Linked DNA regions of Sus scrofa: all the other regions are linked to region 3. Evidence: chromatin contacts called from public Hi-C data. All regions are on one chromosome and are shown on one strand. Each heading gives the region's core, a stretch centred on a gene start, on an enhancer-like site or on the middle of the called end of the contact. The rest is flanking DNA. Distances are from core to core; before and after follow the strand shown.

Evidence for each region. A called contact is a pair of places that touch in the nucleus more often than the background predicts.
Region 1: a contact with region 3 is called in a Hi-C map of liver, with 3 times the contacts expected there. The contact joins the promoter of NPC1 here to the promoter of CABLES1 in region 3. A contact is called at or near these places in 1 of 5 promoter capture datasets (liver), 4 of 47 Hi-C or Micro-C datasets (embryonic fibroblasts, heart right ventricle, liver and 1 more) and 2 of 2 datasets of contacts at active chromatin or transcription factors (alveolar macrophages and skeletal muscle).
Region 2: a Hi-C map of liver shows a contact between it and region 3, with 10 times the contacts expected there. The contact joins the promoter of C6H18orf8 here to the promoter of CABLES1 in region 3. A contact is called at or near these places in 1 of 5 promoter capture datasets (liver), 2 of 47 Hi-C or Micro-C datasets (liver and mesenteric adipose tissue) and 1 of 2 datasets of contacts at active chromatin or transcription factors (alveolar macrophages).

What each region holds. Positions count from the first base shown.
Region 1 is chr6:108,449,102-108,453,023 of Sscrofa11.1, reverse strand. It overlaps NPC1 (NPC intracellular cholesterol transporter 1), which reads left to right and starts at 2,538. Exons shown (of 26, transcript NM_214322.1): 1 at 2,538-2,682. The coding sequence starts at 2,626.
Region 2 is chr6:108,375,231-108,379,036 of Sscrofa11.1, reverse strand. C6H18orf8 reads right to left here and starts at 2,274. Exons shown (of 18, transcript XM_021096181.1): 1 at 2,002-2,274; 2 at 1,075-1,151. The coding sequence starts at 2,103.
Region 3 is chr6:108,114,625-108,118,201 of Sscrofa11.1, reverse strand. It overlaps CABLES1 (CDK5 and ABL1 enzyme substrate 1), which reads right to left and starts at 1,858. Exons shown (of 10, transcript XM_021097743.1): 1 at 881-1,858. The coding sequence starts at 1,758. LOC106510679 (a long non-coding RNA gene) reads left to right here and starts at 959. Exons shown (of 5, transcript XR_002345445.1): 1 at 959-1,081; 2 at 2,645-2,838.

The DNA.
Region 1 (3,922 bases), core at 1,289-3,788, 330 kb before region 3:
TTCATAGACCCTTTCGTTTTTTGTCCTTTATTTTTATGCAATCATTGCTGAATGGTGTTTACAGTGAAAGTGGAATAGAGCATTACTTTAAAAGTCTCTTAGAATCTGAACAACATGTCAGATGAAATACAAATGCACAATGTAAAAACAAGTTTTATTTGGGGAACTCACTGAGGACCATAGTCCAAGAGGCAGCCTCTGAGAGATATGAGGAAATCTTCTGAAGAAATGATGGAAGAGCCAGGGTGTATATGAAATTTTTTCAATAGGTAAAAATATGTTGTCAGGCATAAAAAGATTACCACTAATCACAAAGAACAGGCATCTCAAGTTAATGATTGCATTACTTTTCTAAGTTTGGGAAGATGAAAGAATCTGGAGTCTTTGGAAATTTTCCTTAGATATGCATCTTAACTACCTAGTGGCCAGTATATCTTATGCACAGAAAGCTTTGTCTTTTTTTCCATCCTGAATTCCCCTCAGGGTTCGTACAGTAGCAACTGCAGTGGCTAATGGCTTAATCCTTGTAGAAGTAGATTATGAGCAACTTTTTTTCCTTTACACACCTTAAAACAATTTTCAGAGAGGGAGAAAATGCACCACTATGATTATCCATAATGGAGGATCATAAATGATATTTTCTTGTAAATTGTAAACTTTTGTGTATTTTTCAAAGTTTCTATTACTATTCAAAGTAATTTGTAAGCATGGATTACTTTATCAACAACAAAAAAATCTTTTAAATATATGATCATTTATTTTTCAAATATATGCTAGGCTTTTGGGTACTGTTGAAGCTGTACAAAAAACAAAAGCAGAAAAAAAAATATGTCTAAAAAATCTTTTTGTTATTATTTTGGAGAATAGTGGACATAATTTGTCCAGTATCAAAATTTCTGCCCATCCCAGAAATATCTCATACGGTGCTTTGAAGTTTCCTTCACTCAGGAGGGCTGGTTAAACCACAAAGAACTGGCTTCACTTCCTAGAGTTTCTGATTCAGAGCATCCAGGGTGGAGCCCATAACTTGAATTTCTAACAGATCCCCAGGTGGTGCTGCTGCCAATGGTTCAGTAATAGCATTTTTTTTTGGCGGCCCCTGGGGCCAGGAATGGAAACCATGCCACAGAAGGGACCCTAGCCCATGCAGTGACAATGCCGGATCCTTAACCTGCTGAGTCACAAGGGAACTCCTCAGTAACAATATTTTCAGTACCTCTGCAGGAAGCCTGATACTTGATCATCAGGGCGAGCACTAAGAGCCTGAGAGCAAGCAGTGCATGAGGCTAGGAGGTCATCATGGAAGATCTAGGGCTGATGGTCCAGAGGAGATTCCTATAGTTTCAATACCCAGCCAGTTACGTGGACTTTTCAGAGCAGGCAGAGGCGGTCGGGAGGCAAGTCAGTGACTGAATCAGCCACTTTGTAGAGTAGGAATGAGAACATCAGCTGTATCGTGGTCCTAACTCAATTGGAGTTGATCATTGCTACAGATGGATAGTCAACCTTTTCATTGTAAATTGGCTTCTACTGTGGGAAGAAGAAATTCTTTCCTCCATTTCCTTAACTACAAAATCGAAATGACTTATGCTTTTGAGTGCTCTTAATAATTGAAACCTGAGGAGAAATGTTACCAGAAATGAATATAATAATAATAGGTATTAAAACCAAAAAAGATTATCTCAACCAAGTGTAAGACTCAAAACCCAAGATGCTTCTTTTTTTTTACTTTCGTGATAGTTCACCTAGAACCTAAAGGACTCTAGTCCCACCCACCAGGGGTGATTTGGGGGTGGAGGGGGCTCTTGTTCCGGCCGCCGGTTCTCTGTCACGCTCGGTTCCCCCAGCAGATGGTGCAGTTCTAGCGCTTTTACAAAATGGGCTGAGCAGATAGAAAACAGAGATTGGGTAGCTCAGAGGCATCGCCCACTGCCACGCTCCGCCCATCGAACTGTCAGATCACAACACTGTCAGGCCACTACGTGGCACCGCCCCCAGCTTTGCTAGAAGTGTCCAGACACGGGTTTCCTTTTGGGTGACTGGGTTTGGAAGAAAAGCTTGCTCCGGGTGCTAACTGGGGACGAAGTAAACACATATTCCTCTGAGAAGTGGGGTCTCCATTGAGAAAACGGTCCCCAAGCATTCCCATTTACTAAAACCTTCTCGTCCACAGTCTCCAATCCAGGAAAGACAAAAAGGGGAGAAATGAGTTGAAGCATCAAACCCACACATCGATGGGACAACTCAGAAATATCCTTTTCAGGCCGGATTCCAAAGGTTCAGCGGCTCAAGTCGGGGCGTCCCCAACCCCTTGACGTGCCCCCAGGCGCAGCAGGGCGGAGAAGCGCAGAGCCGGCACTTGGGAGGGTGCCGTGGCCTCACGAGGTCGGGTCCCGCTTAGCCCCGCCCCTGTCCCGCCCAAGACGAGTCCAGGGCGTCCCGGCAGTGGCTCCACCCAGAAGTGGGAGGGGCCGACGACGCCTTCCTTCCTGACCTGCGCGCGCAGCCAGCCGGCTCTGGTGTCTGTTCCCTCCCTCAGCCGGCGCGGCAGCCTGAGACGTCTCGGGACGCTGAACCGGACTGCCAGCTGAACCTCGGACGTCCGCCGCCCGGCGTCGCGGCAGCATGAGCGCGCGCGGCCCGGCCTTCGGCCTCCTCCTGCTGCTGCTCTGCCCTGTGCAGGTGAGCGGATGTCCGCGACCTGGGCGGGCTCTGGGGGATGTAGTGGGGCCGCGAATCGGGGAGGGTGGCGGGCTGTGCTGCGGCTTAGACGCCTCCGGTCCCAGAGGGGACCAGCCGCTGGGCGGCTGAAGAAGTTGGTCTAGCGGTGGAGCTCCTGGAGATGCCCCCCGCCCACCTCTCCCGTGCCTTCTGTCCACGCACATTTCCCTGTGGTCTGGAAGATGGCTACTGAAAGCTGCCTGTTTGACCTGTCTTGAACCCATTCCACCTGTGGTCACCTAATTTATGGGTTTAGGATGTGGAATCAGAGGGAAGGAGGAAAGTGGGTAGAGAGGGTAGGGTTCTTATTTAGTCTGCCTTTTTCCTCCTCTTAATTCTGCCACATGCACACGAATTCTTTATAAATTTATTTAGAAGATCTGACCACTTTATGTTTCTTTTTCTCCTTCCCTAAAGCTGAGGGTGGGAGAGGAGGTAAAGGAAACTATCCATTTAGGCACCAAATTGGAGCAGACCTAAGTACTTTATGTATGTCAGTGTGATCTTCTAAAGAGCGCAAGTGACTTCTTATCCGCTCCCTTTACGTCTTGAGAAACAGGCTCACAGGTGTAGTGGCCATTGAATTTCGTCTTGTCACATTACTAGCTCTGGAGAGAATGGGGCCTGGAGCTCCGAGTCCTGACTCCCTGGGTCGGCTTTCCTTTGGTTTAATAGCCTTGGGCCTCAGCCCTTGCTGCTGTTTGTGTCTAGAGTGTTCTCTTTTAAAACTGTGGAAGTCAGGGGGAATGTCTAAGGATGTAGTGCTGATTAAACCAGATCCAGATGAAGGAATGAGCCTCTGGAATCCCCTGCCCTGGTGCCCACTCATGGGTGTGTCAGTGATGAGGGGTTAGTGAGTCATAGGGGAAAGCAAACGAAGGGGTTTCCTGTACTAGAAAAACCTCTCCTTGGACTTCTGCATCCTTCTCAGAAGGAGACAGGTGGTGCTGACCCAGGAGAGGCCTCCTGGCTGTGCCTGCGGTGGGGGGCTCACCCTTCTGGTGCCTGGATGTGATGGGAGGCGGAGGAAAGCAAGTTTCAGGCAGGTGGTTTGGAATGGGGTCAGCTGGTAGACCACCTGCTGGCTCTTGGGCTTTGCACACTTTATTCTTTCAAGTCTAATGTTTTCCGAAGATAAATAATACCTCACATGACTAGTAATGTGATATGTGGAGAGACCTCATCACTGTAGTAAAAACTC
Region 2 (3,806 bases), core at 1,025-3,524, 260 kb before region 3:
ATCTAAAGGCCTTCACATACCTGGCGCCTAGCACAGGGGCTGCGATCAGTGTTTGCCAAGAAGAAGCTGATTCTTTTTTTTTTTTTTTTTTTTGTCTTTTTTGCTATTTCTTGGGCCGCTGCCACAGCATATGGAGGTTCCCAGGCTAGGGGTCGAATCGGAGCTGTAGCCACCGGCCTACACCAGAGCCACAGCAACGCAGGATCCGAGCCGTGTCTGCAACCTACACCACAGCTCACGGCAATGCCGGATCGTTAACCCACTGAGCAAGGGCAGGGATCGAACCTGAAATCTCATGGTTCCTAGTCGGATTTGTTAACCACTGCGACACAACGGGAACTCCTGATTCATTTTCTACTTCAAAAACTGTTTCCTATTAACATGGGCCAAATTTAAAATGTTTTCGAAGTCACCACTGAATTGAGCGCCGACACTGTACTTTCTCCCCTTCTGTAATCACAAGGGTTAAGGTGACCAGATAGTTTATCACCCAAATTGAGATACTGCTGAAAGTGAAAGGGGCTGCTATTCATAATTACACTGGTTCAACTTGCATAAACTGGGGCATCCAGCCACCTTCAGCCTAGTGGAAGCTGAGATTTTAATATACATTATGACATGGGAAGCAATGACCCAGAAATCTTCTCTGCCTCCCAAACACTCTGGAAAGACCCTGGGCCAAAAGAGGAAATGCAGGCCCTCCTTTGTCAAGAAACCAGAAACAGACACATCAATGCCCTGCATGGTTAATTTCAAGTGCCAGGAAGTAGGTGCCTTACATTGGTGTAGCTGGATCCCAAAACAACAGGGAAGGACTCCATACGAAGTGCTAGGGCATGCCACCAAGACTGCCCTGCAGGTGTCTGCTTTCCTCTTCCTAAAGATAGCGGTGTGCCCCCCATCCCCATGCCCCCATCCGTTCCCACCCCACCCCCCACCCCTGCCGCCACACAGACTTAAGATCTCTTAGGGAAGACAAAGCACAACATTTAAAACCTTTTTTTGAAAGAGAAACAAAAATAAACACACCATCTTGTTCCCAGATAGAAATATCCTGAAAACGTCAATAGATACCTAAATGAGATGGGGTTTCTGTCATCTGGGCCTTTAACTACCACGCCAGTAGCTCCACCAGATCGAACAGCAAAAACCTGAGAGGGAAAAGCAGCAACGTTAATGGTTCGAACTTTGAAAGGCTCTAGACACACATACCTACCTGTAATGATGATTTCTGCTACACCCCAACCTTGGTTCAACTAAACTAACGCGCGGCACGTATCAATCGCAGATGTCTGGTGCCGGCATGAATTTTAAGAAATAGAGACCAAAAGAGGCTACCATTCCTGGGCAAGACCGGGTTGGTCCAGAGGCTGCAAGGTGGGTTTTTTTGTGTTTTGTTTCGTTTTGTCTAATTGTTATTTCCCCAACACAATTTTTTTTCTACTGTACAGCATGGTGACCCAGTTACACATACATGTACACATTCTATTGTCTCACATCATCATGTTCCATCACAAGTGACTAGACATCCGAGGAGGCTGCAAGTTTTAATCCGTCTCTGCAAAGGCGCCGCGGATGCACTTAGGCACACCCTGCTTATCCGCCACCCTACTCCCCCTACCTTTAAATTCCGGTAATAAAGAAAACCTGAGGATCTAAATCTTTGAAACGGAACGGATGGCAAAGAGACAACAAACGGCGCCGGGGAAAGATCCGCTTGCTAATAGATGACCACAGCGGCCGGGGGGGGGGGGGGCAGGGTCGGTGCGGCGGGGGGGTGTCCACCCGAGCTGTCACTTCGGGGGCGAAAGCCCCGGCCGCAGCGGAGCCTGGTCCCTCGGCCACCCCACAGGAAAGGCCTGATGAGGGTCCCGCGCCCGCACTGCAGGGGAGGCCCAAGGCCTGGTCGCCCGGCGCCCGGCCCCGACGCGCGGGACACCGGTGAGGTGACGGCAGGGCGCGCGGCGCTGCGCGGGGAACAAGGCGAGGGCCTGCCCAAACCTGCTTGTTGGCCTCATCGAAGAAGACGCAGTTGACCGGGTTCGCCTTCTCGAAGTGCACCGGCCGCTCGCACAGCTCCAGGTAGTAGTTCTCCTCGCCCATAGCGGGAGCCGCGGCAGCGGCGGGGGATCCAGAGGCTGCCGCCAGCGTGAAGCTGAGTGAGAGGTGCCGGGCGCTGGGAAACCGGCTGTGCAGCAGAGGCGAAGGGGACAGCGGGGGAGGTGGCGACCTCAAGGGCCTGGAGGCTTCTTCCTGGTGCCACGCCCCCAGCCTCTAGCACGTGATCATCGGCTCTACGCGCTTAAACTGGCGACGGCCGGCCCGCCCGCTGCGGTGGGGCCCACCAGCCGAGACCACGCCCCTTTCTGCTCGGGAGGCTCCTCCCCTTTCCGGGTGCGGATGGCTGCAGACTGCAGCGTAAACCCGGAAGCCCAGGTGCCTAGGGCGGTTTCCTGGGTTGCGGATCCCAGCCAAACTAACCCTGGAGTTAGCGAAGCTTGGCTCTTACTCTGTCTTGGGAAGTTTGCTTAGGGCCTGATGCTCGCGTGGGGCAGGGCTGCCCCGCACCCACACACCGGGTCTGGAGAAAACATCCTTTCTCTCGGGAGGGCTTCTTGAGCCTGCCTCTGGAAGCTTAGTAAGGGAGATGAGTGCTATGGTCGGCACCCAGATGCTGTGACCAGGCAACGGGAAAACCTGTTTTTTAGATTGCGGGTCAGAAAGCCATTTTTGATGGCTTTGACATTTAGTGGGGAGTAGGTGTGGAAGCTCCTCTCCAAGGGATAGAGACAGAGCTGGAAGGCAAGAAGGGAAGATCACGAATGACACCTAAGTGTCTATTCTCAACAACATGATGGATTTTTTTTTTTTTAAAGGGCTGCACCGGCAGCATATGGAAGTTCCCAGGCCAGGGGTCTAATCAGAGCTGCAGCTCCCAGCCTAGCCACAGCCACAGCAGCTTGGGGTTCCAGAAGGTCTTCGACCTACACCACAGCTCACCACAACACCCGGATCCTTAACCCACTGAGCAAGGCCAGGAATCAAACCCATATCCTCATGGATACTAGTCGGGTTACCGCTGAGCCACTACAAGAACTCCCACCTGATGGATTTTGTCACCATTAGGATATTGAAGCTTGGAGTTCCCGTTGTGGCTCAGCGGTAATGAACCCGACTAGGATGCATGAGGATGTGGGTTCAATCCCTGGCCTCGCTCAGTGGGTTAAGGATCCAGCATTGCCATGAGCTGTGGTGTAGATTCCAGACCTGGTGTTGCTGTGGCTGTGGTGTAGGCTGGCAGCTGTAGCTCCAATTCAGCCCCCAGCCTGGGAACTTCCATGTGCAGTGGTGCAGCCCTAAAAAGAAAAAAAAAAAAAAAAAAAAGATATGAGGCTTGAGAAGTTTGGCAGGGAATATCAGGAGTTGAGTTTTGGACATGTGAATCCAAGGAGAAATGACAGCTACACAACTAGGATATATAGGCCTAAAGCTCATCAGAAGAGTGACAGAACTGGAGATAGACATTAGGAGTTATTGGAATATACATGGTATTTGAAGCCATGGTATTGCAAAGGCTCTACTATGACAGGAGAATGAAACACACACACACACACACACACACACACACACAAAACCAACCTTTAGAGGCCAGGTCCAGGAATTGGTAAAGGAGAATGAGGAGAGCCTGCCAGGGAAGTAGACAGAAAACCAGGGAGGGATTTGTCTCTGGAGGAAGTTCAGTGCGCTTTGACAAAGTCTTCGAGAAGGGAGCTAAGGAGAGCACTGAAAAGTGGCCTCTGTTTTTA
Region 3 (3,577 bases), core at 609-3,108:
AGGTGACAAGTCAAGATGCTCCCAACCAGAGAACAGGCCTACACTTCCTCACTCTCTCCCAACCAACAGTCCCACTGTCTCACACAGACCTAACTCCCAAGGGGTCTCTGGAACTAGCAGAGACAAGCTCCAGCTATTTCCAGAACAATAAGCAAATGTCCAATATTTCATATTGTTGCTAAGATGCAGGATACCTGCAGGGGACTTCAGCGAGCAAACACAATCACCTTTTCACTAATTTCAGCAAATTCATCTTGGAATGGAAAAAAGAAGCCTCAAACCCTATTTCTTCCCTGTGCCCCATCCTGGTTCAAAGAAACCTAAGAAGGGTTTGCTTCTCTTGGAAAAGCAAAGGGTTTCCCTGGGACACATTCCCTGGGACTGAAATACTTTGAGCGCAGGCACAACTTCTCAGGAGGAATTCACGGCGTGTTCGCGACAAGTTCAGGCTCACACGCGCCGCTCTGCCGCTGGCCGGACCCACTGCTCCACTTTTCGCCCCGCCTAGCCTTGCCTGGCGTGGGAGAGAGCGTCTCTGGGTCCGGATTGGGTTCCTGGAAGTCCGTGCTCTCCTTGTAATGGGAGGTTTTGGTGCCGCTTTTCAATGGGCGCCCTTAAGCCCTAAATCCAGAGACCCACTGCCTGAGCATGGTGCCTCTGCTTTGGCTCTGTGAATGCCTGGCTCGTGCACACACGTGTGAACACACACACTCCCCGGAGACCATCCCTCTTCCGCGTACCCTTGTAGTTTGGAATTCGCGCCAGAAGCCCTGGGATCCGGCGGGGCGCGGGAAAGTGGGAACGACCCGTGTCCCGCAGCACAGAGCCGGCCGGGAGGGACGCGAGATAAGGCGCGCGCGGCGGCGTCCAGGTTACTCACCGGGACCTCTGCAGCTGTTCAAAGGCGCTGGTGCTGCCTCCCTGGCCCGGCTGCTCCAGAGAGCAATAGTTCTGCGAAGTCTGCCTGGAGAAGGCGATGGGCAGGATTCCCTGAGTGAACGAGTTGAGGCGGCCTCGACTGCCGCTCCCACTCCCGGGAGTCCCGGAGCCCAAGAAGGCGGCCGCCGGCACCTGCACGCTGGTAAAGGCATCGTCCTCCTCCAACTCCTCCTGCCCGGCGCCCCCGGGCCCGTTGGGCAGCTGCGGCTGAACGCAGGCGGCGAGAAGCGCGGGCCGGGGCAGCTGCAGTTGCTCTCCCGACGCCCGGCCCGCGCCCAGGGAGCTCGCGAACCCTCGGGACGCCCCAGGGCCGAGCGCGGTCGCGTAGCCGCCAGGGACCAGGGGCGGCAGCGGCGACGGCGGCGGGAGGTAGGGGCCGGATCCAGCTGCCAATGCCGCCGCTGTGCCCGCCACTGCAAGCGCGCTGCAGCCGCCCCGCTCGGCGGCGGCGAGCAGACTGAGCCGAGTCCTCGCGCCGCAGGCGCTGCCGGCTCCGGGCTTGACCCCACCGCTCTCCTCGCTGCCAGCCCACTCCTCATCTTGCAGCGGCGGCCGTCCGTCTAAAGAGATATTGGTGAGGAAGGAGAGGGCAGCCTGGCGGCGCCGAGGGTCCATGCGTGGCTTCCTGGGGGGGTCGGGCGGCGGCTGCCGCGGCTGGGCCGGCGCGGCGGCCGCGGGCTGGGGCGGCTGCGGCGGCGGCTGCGGCAATCTGCTGGTGCCCGTGGCGTCGGTGCCGGCGCTGCTGCTGCTGCTGCTGCTGCCGCTGCTGCGGACGGCCGTGCCGGCGGTGGCGGCCGTGGTGGCGGCAGTCGCCGCCATTGTGTCCGTCTGTGGCGATATTTCCGCGATGCCCCGAGAAGCGAGCGGCGCCCGAGTGCTAAGCGGCGGGCGCGAGCGCCGGTGACCCGGGCTGGGCAGGGCGCGGGGCGCGGGCGGCGTGCGCGGCGGCCCGGCCCCCCAGCGGGCGGGCCATGCTCACCCCTCGGTGCTCCGGCGCGGGGCGCCGCCGCCCCGGCCCACGCGCGCGGCTCGCTGGCTCGCTGGCTCCCTGGCCGTCTGCCCGCCCGCGAGCAGCCTGAGCATTCGGTCCCAGGCCTTCCCCGCCCGCGAGGTCTCCGGCTCACGGGCCCCAGTGTCCGTATTTATAGGTGCGCGCGCCCCGCGCTCGCGCTCCGAAGAGCTCTTTGCAAAAACAGTATCACGTGTGGGGAATGAAACCTGGGAGGAAAACAAAGCCGCAGGCGGCGGCCGCAGAGACAGGCGGCAGAAGGCGGGGGCCGGAGGAGGAGGAAAAAGAGAAGGAGGAAGGGAAAGCCAAGAGGGTGGCGGGGCGGGGGTCGGAAGGGCGGTCAAGGTAGTCGGAGCTTCCTGCGGGGAGAATTGGTGGCTCCCAGGGCGCGCGCCCAGGTAAGGGTGGCGAGCACGTTTCCCCGCCCCTCTTGGATTGGGAATTGGGGGCGCGAGCAGAACCCCTTGAGTCACTGCGTGAGGATGTGGGCCCCGGAGGGTTGAGGGTCTGAAGAACAATTAATTGGAGCGACTCAGAGATTTGGCCCTCGAGCTTGTTTACTGTATTCCGCGCTGCAGTTGGGCCCAGAGAAATAGTCTTTGTTAATAGTTATGCGGGTAGGGCAGTGTAACTATGTGGACAGTCCCACCTTAAAGCTGTTGGTAACTGTTGAGTTTGTGTCTCATTCATTCTCAGACTGAAGATGCAGTCCCTGATACAAATGCACACCCCGGGATGCATAAGAGCCCAGGCGCACGAACGTCATCCATGTGGCCAGACCAACTGACACCATTTGATGGTGCTGTCACTTCTCATCTCTTTCTTAGCAAAGGCTCACATAAATTTCTACTTTGGCCCAGAAACGTACTCCGTTTTCCATGAAGACCAAGGTAAGCTAAGATGGCCTCACACCCTTTTCCACTTGTCATCTTTTTCTTCCATATAAACTGGAAACAATAGGCACAGTTACTTTCTGTCATTTATTTCATAAACATCCGCTTGGCACCTACCATACCTTCTATTAATATGGGTACCTGTCCAAGGACGTGATGAGCCTTCCAGAGCTGCAACGCTAGATCTGGGAGGACTCACAGTATATTGTACCCCAGCCTCACCCCAACAAATGCCTGTCCTGGAGTGGGAGCGGGAGGGTAGGTTACCATGAGCCATCTGAAAACACGTTCAGATTCTCCTATTTGGTTTGGGTGACCTACCAAACGCAATAGAAACAATTGTCACACTGCTTGAGTTCTGTGATGTCTAAGAAACCTCTCCTCTACACTTTTCTGAGGGAGAGACAATATGGTTAAGATCAAGGGATTAATTTAATTAAAGGTTTAAATTTAGCCTTGGAGCTAATAGGTAACTTTGCATTGAAATTCCACTCCATTTCAAGTTTAGGAAAGTAAACTGAGTAATGTAGAGCAAATACACCCTTCCAGAGACAGGCATCCAGCTCAGAGGATGAGATACGGGTGTGTTCAGGTTACAATTGCTTAGGACAAGCATGACACATGACCCTTTACATGAACAATTGTTCATTTTTTTATTTTATGCCATTTTTAGACCTTTTGAAAGGTGGAACCCAGTGTCTATTTATAGCAGCCTTACTGCAGCTAAGTGACCAGC